Regions from separate parts of the Mus musculus genome. Here region 1 is linked to region 2. Evidence: chromatin contacts called from public Hi-C data. All regions are on one chromosome and are shown on one strand. The core of a region is the stretch at or near the end of the contact, and the rest is flanking DNA. Distances in the headings are between cores, read along the strand shown. Region 1 overlaps Arhgef10l (Rho guanine nucleotide exchange factor (GEF) 10-like). Region 2 overlaps Igsf21 (immunoglobulin superfamily, member 21).

The links. A called contact is a pair of places that touch in the nucleus more often than the background predicts.
Region 1: a contact with region 2 is called in a Hi-C map of the N1E-115 cell line, with 5 times the contacts expected there. The contact joins two enhancer-like sites. A contact is called at or near these places in 1 of 15 datasets of contacts at CTCF or cohesin (stem cell-derived epiblast-like cells), 23 of 484 Hi-C or Micro-C datasets (the N1E-115 cell line, brain, cerebellar granule neurons and 9 more), 2 of 115 datasets of contacts at active chromatin or transcription factors (differentiating embryonic stem cells and embryonic basal ganglia) and 1 of 9 other capture datasets (embryonic stem cells).

Annotation. Positions count from the first base shown.
Region 1 is chr4:140,544,922-140,551,504 of GRCm38.p6, reverse strand. It overlaps Arhgef10l (Rho guanine nucleotide exchange factor (GEF) 10-like), which reads left to right. Exons shown (of 29, transcript NM_001290803.1): 23 at 4,419-4,505. Among named protein-coding and RNA genes, the nearest start is that of Gm42335, 57 kb to the left of the region's middle. Within about 2 kb of position 1,279, at least 19 of the 459 cell types and tissues checked have an H3K27ac peak or open chromatin away from gene starts, as enhancers often do. A contact at or near this core is called in the N1E-115 cell line and cerebral cortex, where this site is marked.
Region 2 is chr4:140,034,250-140,040,633 of GRCm38.p6, reverse strand. Igsf21 (immunoglobulin superfamily, member 21) reads left to right here. Exons shown (of 10, transcript NM_198610.2): 5 at 3,096-3,211; 6 at 5,809-6,283. Among named protein-coding and RNA genes, the nearest start is that of Gm52685, 33 kb to the left of the region's middle. Within about 2 kb of position 1,848, at least 38 of the 459 cell types and tissues checked have an H3K27ac peak or open chromatin away from gene starts, as enhancers often do. A contact at or near this core is called in the N1E-115 cell line and cerebral cortex, where this site is marked.

The DNA.
Region 1 (6,583 bases), core at 30-2,529, 510 kb before region 2:
ATGACACACACCCCAGAGGGCCCTGGGGACCCACATTCTAAGTGACCAAATCAATATGGAGCAGACAAATCAAAAAGGGAAGGCAGGGAATAGGATTGAGCTTGGCTTAATTGTCTCTTAAAGGAGCCATCTTCTAGTGCTGTGACAGTGGCTGTTACATTGCAATGTGAGTTCTGGAGGGGACACTGAGACTCTTGGCTCTGGGTGATGAGGCTAGGCCCTGGGCGAGGGAGACCGCGAGAATCTTGTAGTGTTTCATTCCCAGAGTCCCTATGGATCCAAGGCAGGCAGTGGTGTCATCTAGAACTTGATTTGAACCCGTGGAGGGGGGCTTTGTGCATAGAAGAGGAGGCCTGGAGTCCAGTGCAGGGGCCCTGCCAGAGGCTGGCCCAGCCTGGGCCCTGGAGGCCAGGGCTGGGAGCAGGGAAAATTGAGAAAGGCTGTTTCTCCTGCTGCCGATCGAGCCCCACCCAATCAGGATAAAGAATAAAGCCTCGGAATACCTAAAATTTATCTAATTCTTTGAGATTTGATCACTTTTATTTTCTGTGTCTGGGCATTTGGCTGGCATGCTCTGTGTGTGTGTACCACATGCATGCAGTACCCACAGAGACCGGAAGAGGGCATCAGATCCAGCTGGAGCTGGAGTTACAGATGGTTGTGAGATGCTGTGTGGGTGCTTGGAACTGAACCCAGTTCTTCTGCAAGAGCAGTCAGTGTTCTTAACGGATCTGCTGAGCCATCTCTCCACTCTCCCATGTAATCGTTCAAAGGAAAGTTATCCTGAAGAGTATGGGCTGCCTGGGCCTTTTTAAAGGGAAATAATGAAAGAGTGGGGGTTACCTGTGTGCCTTGGAGTGGAAGCCAGTGTCTGTGGAGGGGAGATTGTCTGGGTCGATCTTGCATTGTTTAGCCAAGGGTGACCCTGGGGTGTGGCCTCTGCAGGTACACAGGCCACACCCAAGTGAACTGTCATAGGTCAGAGAGAGATGGCGGAGTCCCCTAGCAGACTTCTGTCTCATCTGCCGTCCAGAACGTGGGAGGATGAGTGAGGGCCCGTGTATCTCCTCACTTGGAGCTAGAGGGCTCCAGAACACGTGGACTGGCAGAGGAGCCCCACATCAGCTGAGAGAGACAGGCATGAATATCTATGGGTAATGGGCCTGAAGGAAGGGGCTCCTGGGGGAGCCGCCAGAGCCTGTCTTGCCGTATTTCCTGGGCTGTTCTAGCTCAGCCCTGCCCGCCTCCTACCTAGCCCAGACAGCTGTGCCCCATCAAGCGCTGCGCTGGCAGCCGGATGAATTAGAGCGGAGACTGCCAGCCTTGTCCAATTACTGAGGGAACAGATGTGTATGCAGGCGGCTGCCCAAGCTTCTCTTCCACTCACTCGGGCTCTCAGGTGGCCACAGGAGTGGGCAGCCAGCCCATTTCTTCCCCCTGAGGAGGCTCGAGTTGGGCAAGGGAGTTGCTGGCCTCGCTTCTTTCCTGGGCAGACAAGACCTTGGCCTGTAAGTGCTCGGTGAAGTGTGTGTTGAATTCTGCTTTTCCTGGGGTTGAGAGTAATGCTGTCTTCAGAGCGGACAGCTGTGTTCATGCTGGGCTGTGCCAGACCCCCGTCTCGGAGGAGCTGGCCATTGGAAAAGGGCGAAGACTGGGAGCCTTCCTGCTGGAGTTGTTTCCTGGCCTGGAATGCCCCAGTCGTGTGACACTGGAAAGCATTGTAGTTCATAGTGTAGCAACACGTCTTTAGTACCAACCAGAGAGACAGTTGTGCCCCCCTTACTGGGTCACAGTGAGGATTAAATTGTATGGTTAAAGGTCTGGAGAGATGGCCTAGTGGTAACTGCTTCCCACACTAACAAGAACTTGATCCTTGCACTCATATAAAAGAGATCGGTGTGTACTGCTAACCTGTAGCAATCCCAGTGGTGGGGGAAAGAGACAGGTGGGGCTCCAGGCTCAGTGAGAGACCCTGTCTCAAAAAAGAAGGTGGACGTTAGTTGAGAAAGATACCCAGTGTTGACAGTGTTGACTGTTGACAGTGTTGACAGTGTTGACCTCTGACCTTCAGACACTTGTGTGCACACATATGCATGTGCATATGTGTGCACCCCTGATGCAGTTGTGTCCGATGCACTCAAGGTTCAAGGAAGAGAGGTGAACATCCCAGCAGGTCCCCTGGGGGTTCCCACAGGCTGTGGACCGCTGGAGTGTCTGAGGGTTCTTTTTGGGCTCTTGACTCCATTCCAAAGTAGGGGCAGTGGGAGGTCAGGGGAGGACATGCCACAAACCAGGCTTGTCTGAAGGCCACAGGTTTGGGAGGGTAGAGTGTGTCCATTTTGAAATGCTTTAAGTTTTAAAAATTACATTATTTATTTATTTATTTACTTGGGGGGGGCTTTCCATGGTGCGCATTTGGGTATCCATTTTCTTCTCCCCTGCCCCCATGTGGGCTTAGGGCATTGAACTCAGGTCTTTGGGCTTGGCGGCAAGCCCCTTTACCTGCCAAGCCATCTCTCAGGCTCTCTGAGATGCTTGAGGCTTGAGTGCCTTGTAGCCTGGCCCCACAGAGGGCATATAGCCAGACAACTTAGTCCTCAGATTCCCAGGTCGAGAGCCTCTGTTCTGATGGTCACCAGCCTACATTAGCCAGAACTGGTAATAGTTTGTTTTCTCTGGCTATAACAAAATACTTGAGGTTAGACACTGTAAAAAGGAAAAAGGTTTATTTGCCTCACTGTTTTGGAAGCTGGACAACTCATGTTCAGACAGCCCCAGACCTTTCCCCGGTAAGGTCTCAGGGCCATAGCATTATGATAGGATCACATGTGGAGGCCAGTGTTTGGTGAGACTAGAAGGCAGGGTTCATGGTCAGGCTGGTTCATTAGGTGACAGCTTACTCTCAAGGGAATGAACTGGGGTCCCATGAGAACTGCATTCATCTCTTCTTGGGATGATGTTCCCAGCATCTAATCACCTCCCTCTATGTCCTGCCTCTTAAAGGTCTTGCCCCTTTGCCCTGCTACCCTGAGGACCAGGCTCCTAGCACACTGGCCTATGGAGAACCCATTCAAGCTGTATCCGCTGACCTGCTGGCTGTGTAGTCACTCAGCTGTGGTTCATGCCAAGGGCTGAAGAATTCTATGCAGGCCCTGAGAGCCTCAGGGATGCTGGGTGCCAGGCATCCGGGCCTGTGCTCCACATTGTTTAGCTGACTTCTTCAGGCCCTAAGAGCATCCCAGCCAGATGTCAGGTCCCCACTTACATACAGGGAGCTGGTGTATGGTGTAGGGTTGGAGCCGAGGCTAGCTCCATGCAAAGCCTGCCTCCTTTCTCCAGCTAGTACCCTGCCTCTCTCGTGCGCCTGGCTTCCTAGAAGTCGGCTTCCTGTCACAAGCAAGCCTGAGGTCTGGACAAGTGTCCCTTAAGGAAGTCCATGGTTGTCACCACCATCTCAGACCCATTTCTGCCACTCACCTGGCCCACGGGAATTGCCATGGTGATGCCTGTGTCTGGGCTATGATGTCATTGTCAGCCAGCACAGACATGGACGCAGAGGTTCTGGCTGCTTCTTGATCAGTGTGGGACACTGTAGTACTGAGGCCACTGTCCTGGGACTTCCAGGTAGAGAGAGTTCTAGTCCTGCCTCTGCCCATAACATGCTGTGTGTCCTCAAGCCATCCCTGTCCCCTCTCTGAGCTTCAGTCTGACCGCTACATGAGGAGGGTGTCTGAGGTAACGTCTGGCTCTCTCGCCCAGGATGGTTAGAAATTTTGGTTAGAGTGTCCCAGCAGAGCGGGACCTGCAGGCTCTTCACCAGCAGAGGGCAGCACCTGTCAGGGAAAAGGCCCAATGTTTGTCTTTGTGTCCATTGACACAGAACCTTCCAGCCTGGCTCACCGCCCTCTCTGTACTGTCCGGAGAGCCAGGCTTTCCAGATCAGCTCAGGAGACAAAGCTCTGAGAGGCCACCCAGCAGGAGGGAACGTAAGCAGCCAGTGGCACTCAGTGATAGGTGACTGCCGACCAAGTTCTGGTTTCCATGGGTTCCCTACGCAAGCTGCCCAGGCCCCTGTCCCAGTGCATCTTCCTGACAGATACTGATGCAGAGTTCCTGCTCCTCACATTTCATCCCCCCCAGCTTTATAGAACCTTGCAGGAGGCCCCTGGGGGTACAGGAGCAAGCACTCTCCTCCTGTATAGAGAGGGGGGCTTAGGGGCTCTCAACAAACCTTATCTAGAAGCTGCCTTGCCCTTTCTGGACAGAAGGTTCTAGAAGGGCGATGATCCAATATGAAGCATGGGGAGCTGGGTGTGGCCTGTGTCACATTCTCACCTGGGGGCCAATGGGCTCAGAAGCCTGTCAGAGGTCAGGCAACCTCACCGATTAACCCAGCTATACTGTCTCTGTCTCCACAGCTTGGGGGCCTGGTCCACAGTCCTGTTAACTCTCCCCTGCTGGGCTTCTCGGCGGTCAGCACTTCCCTTCCACAGGGCTACCTTTGGGTGAGTAGTGCCCTTCGCCCAGCTTGGGGTGGCAATGATGCTGGTGGTGGTGGTGGTGGCCTGTCCTTAGGACGGGGACAGAGAAAGTGACACCCAGGAAGGATTCTGAGAAAGTAGCAGCCCCATTAAAGGCTTCTAGGAACCTTGGGGCTTGGAGGTAGGCAGTAGAGCCTCATCCATTGTAATGGAACTCAGGGAGAGTTTGCAAGTAACCAGACCTCCAGGACATAGAAGAGTGGAAGCTGGGCTTAGGCCTGGATTTCAGAGGCTGGGGTCATAGGAGGCCCGGGTCCCAGGAGGCTGGGGTCCCAGGAGGCAGGGGTCCCAGGAGGCCGGGGTTCCTGGCCTCACCCAGGGGCCAGGCATCCGTCAGCACTATTACTCATCTTAGTGGAGCTCCCATTCACCTCCTCTGTTTCTGAGGTTCTCAGCAAACCCTGACTTTCGGCCCTCTGCTCCTTGGCTGTGTGTCCTCTTGTCCGAGGTCTGGCTTCATAGTCCCTGGCCATGCTCCAGTGCACACTCCTTCCCATCTCTGTGCATTTGTGCCTTGTCTTAACCTCAGATTGCAGTACAAATATTGATTGTTTTCCCTCGCTGTTTCCCAGTTATCATCTAGCACCTTGTGTATCTATTTATTTATGCATGCATCCACTTACCCTGTCCATCTTCCATCTGTTCATTCATCCATCTACCTACGCATTCATCTATCTATCTATCTATCTATCTATCTGTCTATCTATCTATCTATCTATCTATCTATCTATCTATCTATCCTCCATCCCTCTATCCACCCACCATCCATCCATCCTCCATCACTCATCTATCACTCATTCATCATCCATCCATCCATCATCCATCCATCTATCCATCCATCCATCATCCATCAGTCCGTCCACCCATCCATCCATCATCATTTAACCATCATCCATCTATCCATCCTCCATCCGTCCATCCTCCATCTGTCCATCCATCATCCATTTATCCATCCATCCATCCATCCATCCATCCATCCATCCATCCATCCATCCTTCCATCTATTTATCCATCCATCCATCCATCCATCCATCCATCCATCCATCTATCCATCCATCCTTCCATCTATTTATCCATCCATCCATCCATCCATCCATCCATCCATCCATCCATCCATCCATCATCCATCAGTCCGTCCACCCATCCATCCATCATCATTTAACCATCATCCATCTATCCATCCTCCATCCGTCCATCCTCCATCTGTCCATCCATCATCCATTTATCCATCCATCCATCCATCCATCCATCCATCCTTCCATCTATTTATCCATCCATCCATCCATCCATCCATCCATCCATCCATCCATCCATCCATCTATCCATCCATCCTTCCATCTATCCATCCATCCATCCATCCATCCATCCATCCATCCACCCATCCATCCATCCATCCACCCATCCTCCATCATTTAACCATCATCCATCCAACCATCCATCCATCCATCCATCCATCCATCCATCCATCCATCCTCCATGATCCATATATCCATCCATCCTTCCACACACCCACTGACCCAACCACCACTTATCCACCTGGTTGCCCATGCATGCGTGCATAATGCACCTGTCCTTCCCCTGACAGGTATACCTTGGATGTGTACCATGAACTCAACACAAAAGTGAAACTGAGCAGGGCAGAGGGTTACTTTAAAGAGACCAGGGGCTCACTAGACACTGCTTGGGAGGCCTCTGCAGGGGGAGCTGGGAGCTGTGTGGGCTGCACCCACTTTACCGTAGCACTTGCTGCTTGGTTGCCTTTGGCCCTGAAACTAATGTGTTTCCTTGTGGCTGGGAGCCATGCAGGGTGTGTGTGGACAGGAAAGAGAGAGTTCCTCTCCATCACTATCCCTGAGAGCTGTGTGTTGTGTGTGTGTGTATGTGTATCTTTGTGTAGGTGTGTTGTGCGTGTATCCCTCAGAACTGTGTGTTGTGTTTGTGTGTTTGTGTGTCTATGTGTCTGTGTGTCTGTTTCGATGTGTGTATGTATATGTGTGTCTGTGTATATGTGTATGTGTTTGTTTATGTATCTGTGTATGTAT
Region 2 (6,384 bases), core at 599-3,098:
TGTCATTGGGAGTGAGCTATGTGGTTTCCAAAGCCTCCTGCCATTCCCAGTGTGCTCTCTGCCTCCTGCTTGGGGCTTAAGTTGTGAGCTCTTGGCTTTTCCTCACGCCATGCCTTTGTTCTGCCATCGTGGACTCAAACCCTCTAGAACCATAAGCTAAATGAGATGCTTTCTTTTATAAGTTGCTTTGGTCATGGTGTTTTGCCTCAGCAATAGAAAATTAATACAGTAACATGGGGGTGGAGGGGGGTGTTGAAGGGTCCACCTGCCCTTTCTGGCCCTTCAGCATTCTGGAGGTTGTACTTTAGCGTATTTTGGAGATGAAGATGTGGATGAGAACGGGAAGTGATGACAAAGGTGGAGGTAGAGGTAGTGTCAGGGATGAGGCTGGTGGAGGTAGGGATGGGATGCAGAAAGAGGTGAGGATGGGTAACTTTCAGGGGGACACTTAAGGTGTGGGGGAACCACATACAGTAAGCTTAGGGGGAAGGGTTTTATGCTCAACTCTGACTGAAGGGAGGGCCCTCGACCTCTGGGGCAACAGAACTAGGAAGCAGTTCCCAAGGAAATTGAATCACCAGGCCTGTGGAGATGCTGCAGGGGACCAGGGAACAGGAACTCTCAGCAGCTGAAAGGTACTGACAGATACCAGTCCCTTTGAAGGTTGGCTGAGCCTGGAAAAGTGACAATCTGGGCTCCAGACCAGGCATTGGTGGCACAAACCTTTTATCTCAGCACACAGAGGGAGAGACAAATAGATCATTAAGAATTCAAGGCTAGCCTGGTCTACATAGGGAGACCTTGTCAAACCAGGTTGCCACTATTCTGATCACAGCTCTACCTCATGCTACATATAGGCTACATATGCTGGGTTCGGTCCCACACCTCTTTTTTGCCCATCCGGAGTATGGGAATAGCACACCCACCTGGCAGGCCAGAGGTGAGGCTGGAATCAGCAGCTCCTGGAAACTGGGCTGCCACCGATCTTTCCCTTAAGATCTCGTTCTCAGTGCTGTTCTGAAAAAGTTACACTGCAGAGTTTGCAACTTGTGGGTAATTGAAGTGTTCTGGTGTGCATTTCCGCTCTTCCAGTTCCTACCCGACTTACCATCTGTTTTGAGCCATCTTCCACTTAATTACAATTCTCTGTCTATTGTTCTCCCAAGCTCCTGGCTCGCTCAGCTTCCCTTTTCTTGCCCCCAGCATGTGTGGCTGCCTGAACGAAGCAATAGCTTATACCTGGCCTCATCTCTCTGGGCTCTAAAACACAGCGGTCCTGCGCTTGCCGGTCCCCACCAGCACACGGGCTTCTCTGCACGTTTATCTCCCTCCTTGCTGGATGCCTACAGCAGGCCCCTGGCACTGAGCTCCACACCTGGCGGGCGTCAGGAAATGCTCAGTGAACTTAATTAAACTCAACCGGGGTGAAAACCCCCTGCAGGAAGGCAAGGTCTCCAGCATCTTTTGTTTGTTGTTTGACCGCCCCCACCTGCTCCCCATCCATGCTGCGCAGAGGCCCAAGGCCAGGGAAGCCAGAACGGACTGCCTGCCCCAAGCAGAGTTCAAAGATGGTGCCTCCTACAGAGGTCGGGAAATCACAGCAAAGGAAACATCTTCAGGTTGAATTCCCAGCGTGAAGCCCCGCGGTTTCTCTAGCTTGAGTTCTGTCCTACGGCCATGTCTATTGCACGCTTCCCATTTAACCAAGGAGAGGTCAGAGGCTCGCAGTGTGGCAGTGTCCCCAAGACACAAGGATGATGGTGACTGAAGTGGGGTGTGGGGAAGGAGAGAAGGAGGGGATGGGGTGAGAAGGAGGCTGCCACCCACAGTAAGCCCAGTTCCAGGGAGAGAAGCTCTCAGCTCCGGATGACTCTTAAGTAACATGACTAGCTCTTTCCTAGCCTGTGGAGTCTAAGACGCTGTCTTGTCCAGCTAAAACACATGCTGTGCTTTCCGGCTCTTCAAAAATGATGCCACCCCCCACCCCCACCCCACCCCCGTCCTCGCGCTCTCTTAAAACGTTCAGTGGCCCCTCGTTGTTATGTTTTATAAAAAGATAATGAGAGAAGAAATATGTTTGGTGAGTGTGTAGTCTGGTGTCAGGGAGGAGGGTGCCTCTGAGGGTCCATGCTGGGGCATCCCTTTCCCCTGAGGGACCAGCCACAGGATGGTATAGAATAAAATAGAGTTTACTCAGGGCATGGGGGGTGGAGTTGGGGGGGGGAGAGCGAGGAGGAGACTAGGGAGAGGGAGAAGGGAAGAGAGGATAGAGCAGAAACAAGAGAGGATAGGGTGAGCAGCCCCTTTTATATTGAGTCAGGCACGCCCGGCTGTTGCCAAGTAACTGTGGGGTGGAGCCTAGAAAAAATGCTAACACCCACTACTCTCAGCAGAAAGGAGAAAACTCTTAGTTTGTGATGAGCTGATCAGAGGGCTTTCCAGAATTCTGGGGGAGGGGGGAGGGCGGTGCTAAAGGCAGAGGAGGGGAGAGGGAGGCCTCGATCTGCTGCAGTTACTGGTATTACGGTGTGAAGACACCCACGGGGACCTGTTTAAGTTCATAACAGTTTAACAGCTGGTTCACAAAATTCCTGAAAATGTCATAGTCGCCTGCACAGGTTGGAGCTGGCTCCAGCCCAGACAGTGAGCGCCTACAACTCACTGCCCTGGCTTACTAGATGTTGGGACAACCAAAGTACCCAGCTCGGCTGTCCCTCCCCCACTCCAGCCCTCACGCCCCGCCCCGTTGGGTCCTTGCCTGTGCTGTTTCTGCCTTCCTCTCAACTTCTGCCTCCTCGGACCACAGCCCAGTGTGGCCTCTCTGGCAATGACCCCCAGGATCTCTTCACTGGGGCAGGGTTCCTTTCTGCACTTGGATGCCTTTGGGATGTCCTTACCACTTCAATCCTCATGGCCTCTCCAGTGCTCCGTGTTTCTTTCAGTGCGTTAAAAGTCCCAGGAAGCAGGGACTCTTGTGTCTCCAGCAAGGAGCCCAATGCTCCCCATAGCCGTCAATACTGCAGCTCCACCTGGTGTAGAACTCTGAGTCCCCCCCAACTGAGTCACTATCTCCTGTCCTTCCTTCCCTTCGGAAGCTCCTCCCACCTCCATCGAAGTCGTGGCTGCTGACTCCCCTGCCCCCTTTAGCCGGTACCAGGCCCAGAACTTCACACTGGTCTGCATCGTGTCAGGAGGGAAGCCGGCGCCCATGGTAAGTGCTTGGAGGTTCCAGCCCTCAGTATGCCAAGACTCCTGCTCTCTGAACCTCCTTCAGGAACCATTTCTGTACCCAGACAGGAAGTGGCCCGCCCCATCCTGCCATCCTAGATCGGCATAGTAAGGTTGACTTCCAGGAGTACCCAGGACCCAATATGCCCCTCCTAGATACTGAGGAGAATGGGGAACAAAGAACAGGATCCAGAGATGGGGAGGCGACTTCACCATAGTCTCCTGGTGTTTTCCACAGAAAAGGGACCCAAGTTCGTTTTCTCATGCTTCGAGCACGCTGTTCCTCCTGGGCCTCCATGGGCCTCACAGGAAATCACCCCAGAAGGAAGAGAGGAAAGGGGGAGAGAAGGGGGCAGGAGGAAAGACAGAGGGGAGGGGTGGGCCCCCAGAGCACCTGGTCTGAGCTCTGCTTCTGGCCACACCAATCCCCAGGACTGACCCTGACCAGGCACCCCCTCCCCTTCTTGGTTTTGCTACGAGGCCAAGGAGTTGGACACTATCAATGTTTCAGAAGCCATGGGGCCCATTTGACCTAACAATTACTCAACGAAAGCTCATGTGTCTAACTTCTAACAGGGGAGGCATGGATCCCTCAATTTTCCTGGAAACACCCCTGTGCACCCATATCAGAGCCTTTGAGCTACATTTGGGGGTGATTCTAGTGTGGGCATCTTAGAATAATATTCTAGTCTTCTACCCATTGAGTTTCACACATTGCTCAGATTTAGCAAGATAGCGACGGGGCGGGGGGGGGCGGGTACAGCTGGGGCAATGAGGACCTGCAGTTAGAATTCAGATGGACAGGTAAGTGGCCCTCCACCTTCCCAATGTGACTGTTTCTCATGTGTGGGCCAGCAGTGGGAGCTGAGGGACTGAGCCTGCAGCCCCAGAATCAACTGTTCAGGCAGAGGCATGGACAGGTATAGAGATACCCCTTGGTAGGGTGCAGGAGCAAGAGGGAGCACAGAGACCTGCGGGCCTGGGATGAGGGTTCGGGGCACAGAGGTCAGCAGTATGTCGTGGTCAGGGGTCAGGGATGCAGAGACGTAGGGGTCTGGGGTAAGGATCTAGGGCAGAGGGGTTAGGGGTTTGAGACCTGAAAGTCAAGGGTCAGAGGGGTACAAAGGCATAGGGTTACAGCCAGGAGGTCACCAGTGAGGCATAGAAGCCACCGATGCTGAATCAAGGCTCACAGGCTCCCCCTCAGAATCCCTCAGAATGTCCAGCCTCCAGCCAAATCATCGAAGCTGGGGGAAAGGAAGACATGAGGGGAGGGTTTCCTGGCCCTGGGGCTACAGGAGAGCACCCCTTTCTCATCTCACCACCAGGCTGCCACTTCAGACACAGTTATTAAAAAACTGCGTCCCCACTTGGTCCCTCCTCTCTCCTCTCCTCTCTTCGCCCCAGTTGTCTATATGAAAGATTCTTATTCCCTGACAGTCCGGGCATCTTGTGTCTGTCTGGAGCGTCAGAACTTGAAAGCAGTTCTTTGATATAAATTACAAACCTGCTTTTGAAGCACTTTTCAAAAAAAAGAAAGAAAGAAAAGAAAAGAAACGCAAAGAAAGGGGAAGGGAAAAAAAACCGCAAAAGCCCCAAAGCAAACCATTATGTGCCAAGGTTTCTTCTGCAGAGTTTTAAACTCTTGACAGGTCCTCCACACACACATATCACCCCCCTCCCACCCACCCCACCTACTCCCCAGTCTCTCCCCCCCCAGTCTCCCCCTCCGCTTATACCCACCGAGTCCCTGAGCACGCAGCTTCCTGCTCTTCTCTCTCCCCGTCTCCTATCGATTTATTTATCTGATTTATTAAAAAAAAATACACCCAATCCCCACAGGCTTCCGGGCGCATGTACCAAAATAAGAAGACAGCAAATTAAATTAAATGCCGCCTCTCAAAACTTGAATTCCCTATTAGCAGAGAAAGGGAGAAGACATCTTCTTTCGCCCTCATTCCCTGCACCTAGCTCCCTCCCACACACGCACCTGTTTTCTGCCTCGCAGCTCGGAATTACCAAATTGTGTGAGCAGGCAGGACACAACACACACACACGGGGGGGGGGGGGGACACAAAACCGCGCACCTGCGCATGCGCACATGCTCAGGCACACACACACACACTTCTCCCTTCCTCTTCTCACGTCTCATTTTGCCCCCAGTATCCCTTTTGCTCCTCATTCACATCCCCGCCCCCGCCTGAGCAGCAATGAACCATACTAGCGCCCAGATGATAGTTAAGTGGCCTCTAAAACCAAACTCCCTCTGCGACTTCATTTAAGCCCCAATTGCTCCCTGGAGTCAGTCGTCTTATATCTCTTTCAAGTGGAGAAACTGAGGCTACAAGTCCCCCCAGCTTGCCGATGATGGTGTTGTTGGGCTGAACCATCTCTCTCAAGACCTGTTTGTATTCCCACAATGCCCTGCTGGCCCATAGCTCTTCAGGGGAGTGTGGGAAAGGAGTGGGTGGGAGTGACCGTGTCCCTACTGACTGGGAAGCCCAGGCTCTTCTGAGAGTCCCTCAGGAAGGTAAACCATCCCACCGTTAGCTTTTCCTCTTGTCCTGCTTGCAACTGTAGGTTTATTTCAAACGGGACGGGGAGCCGATAGATGCCGTGCCCCTGACAGAACTGCCAGCAGCCAGCTCTGGCCCAGTCCAGGACAGCAGGCCCTTCCGAAGCCTTCTGCACCGAGACGTGGATGATACCAAAATGCAAAAGTCACTGTCCCTTCTGGACACTGAATACCGGGCTGGACGTCCCTACACGGAGCGCCCCGCGCGCAGCCTGACCCAGGACCCCAGCCTCTTCGTGCAGCCCACCACGGAAAACATCCCAGAGACAGTGGTGAGCCGAGAGTTCCCCCGTTGGGTACACAGCGCCGAGCCGGTCTACTTCCTGCGCCACAGCCGCACCCCAGGCAGCGATGGCACGGTGGAGGTGCGGGCCCTGCTCACCTGGACCCTCAACCCGCAGATCGACAATGAGGCCCTCTTCAGCTGTGAGGTCAAGCACCCAGCGCTGTCCATGCCCATGCAGGCGGAGGTCACGCTGGGTAAGACCTGGCAGGCTCTGCTGCAGCCCATAAGAGGTTGTAGTTCGGCAACAGGGGTGGTGGGGGGCACGGGCTGCTGGAAGCCAGGGGGAGGGAAGCAG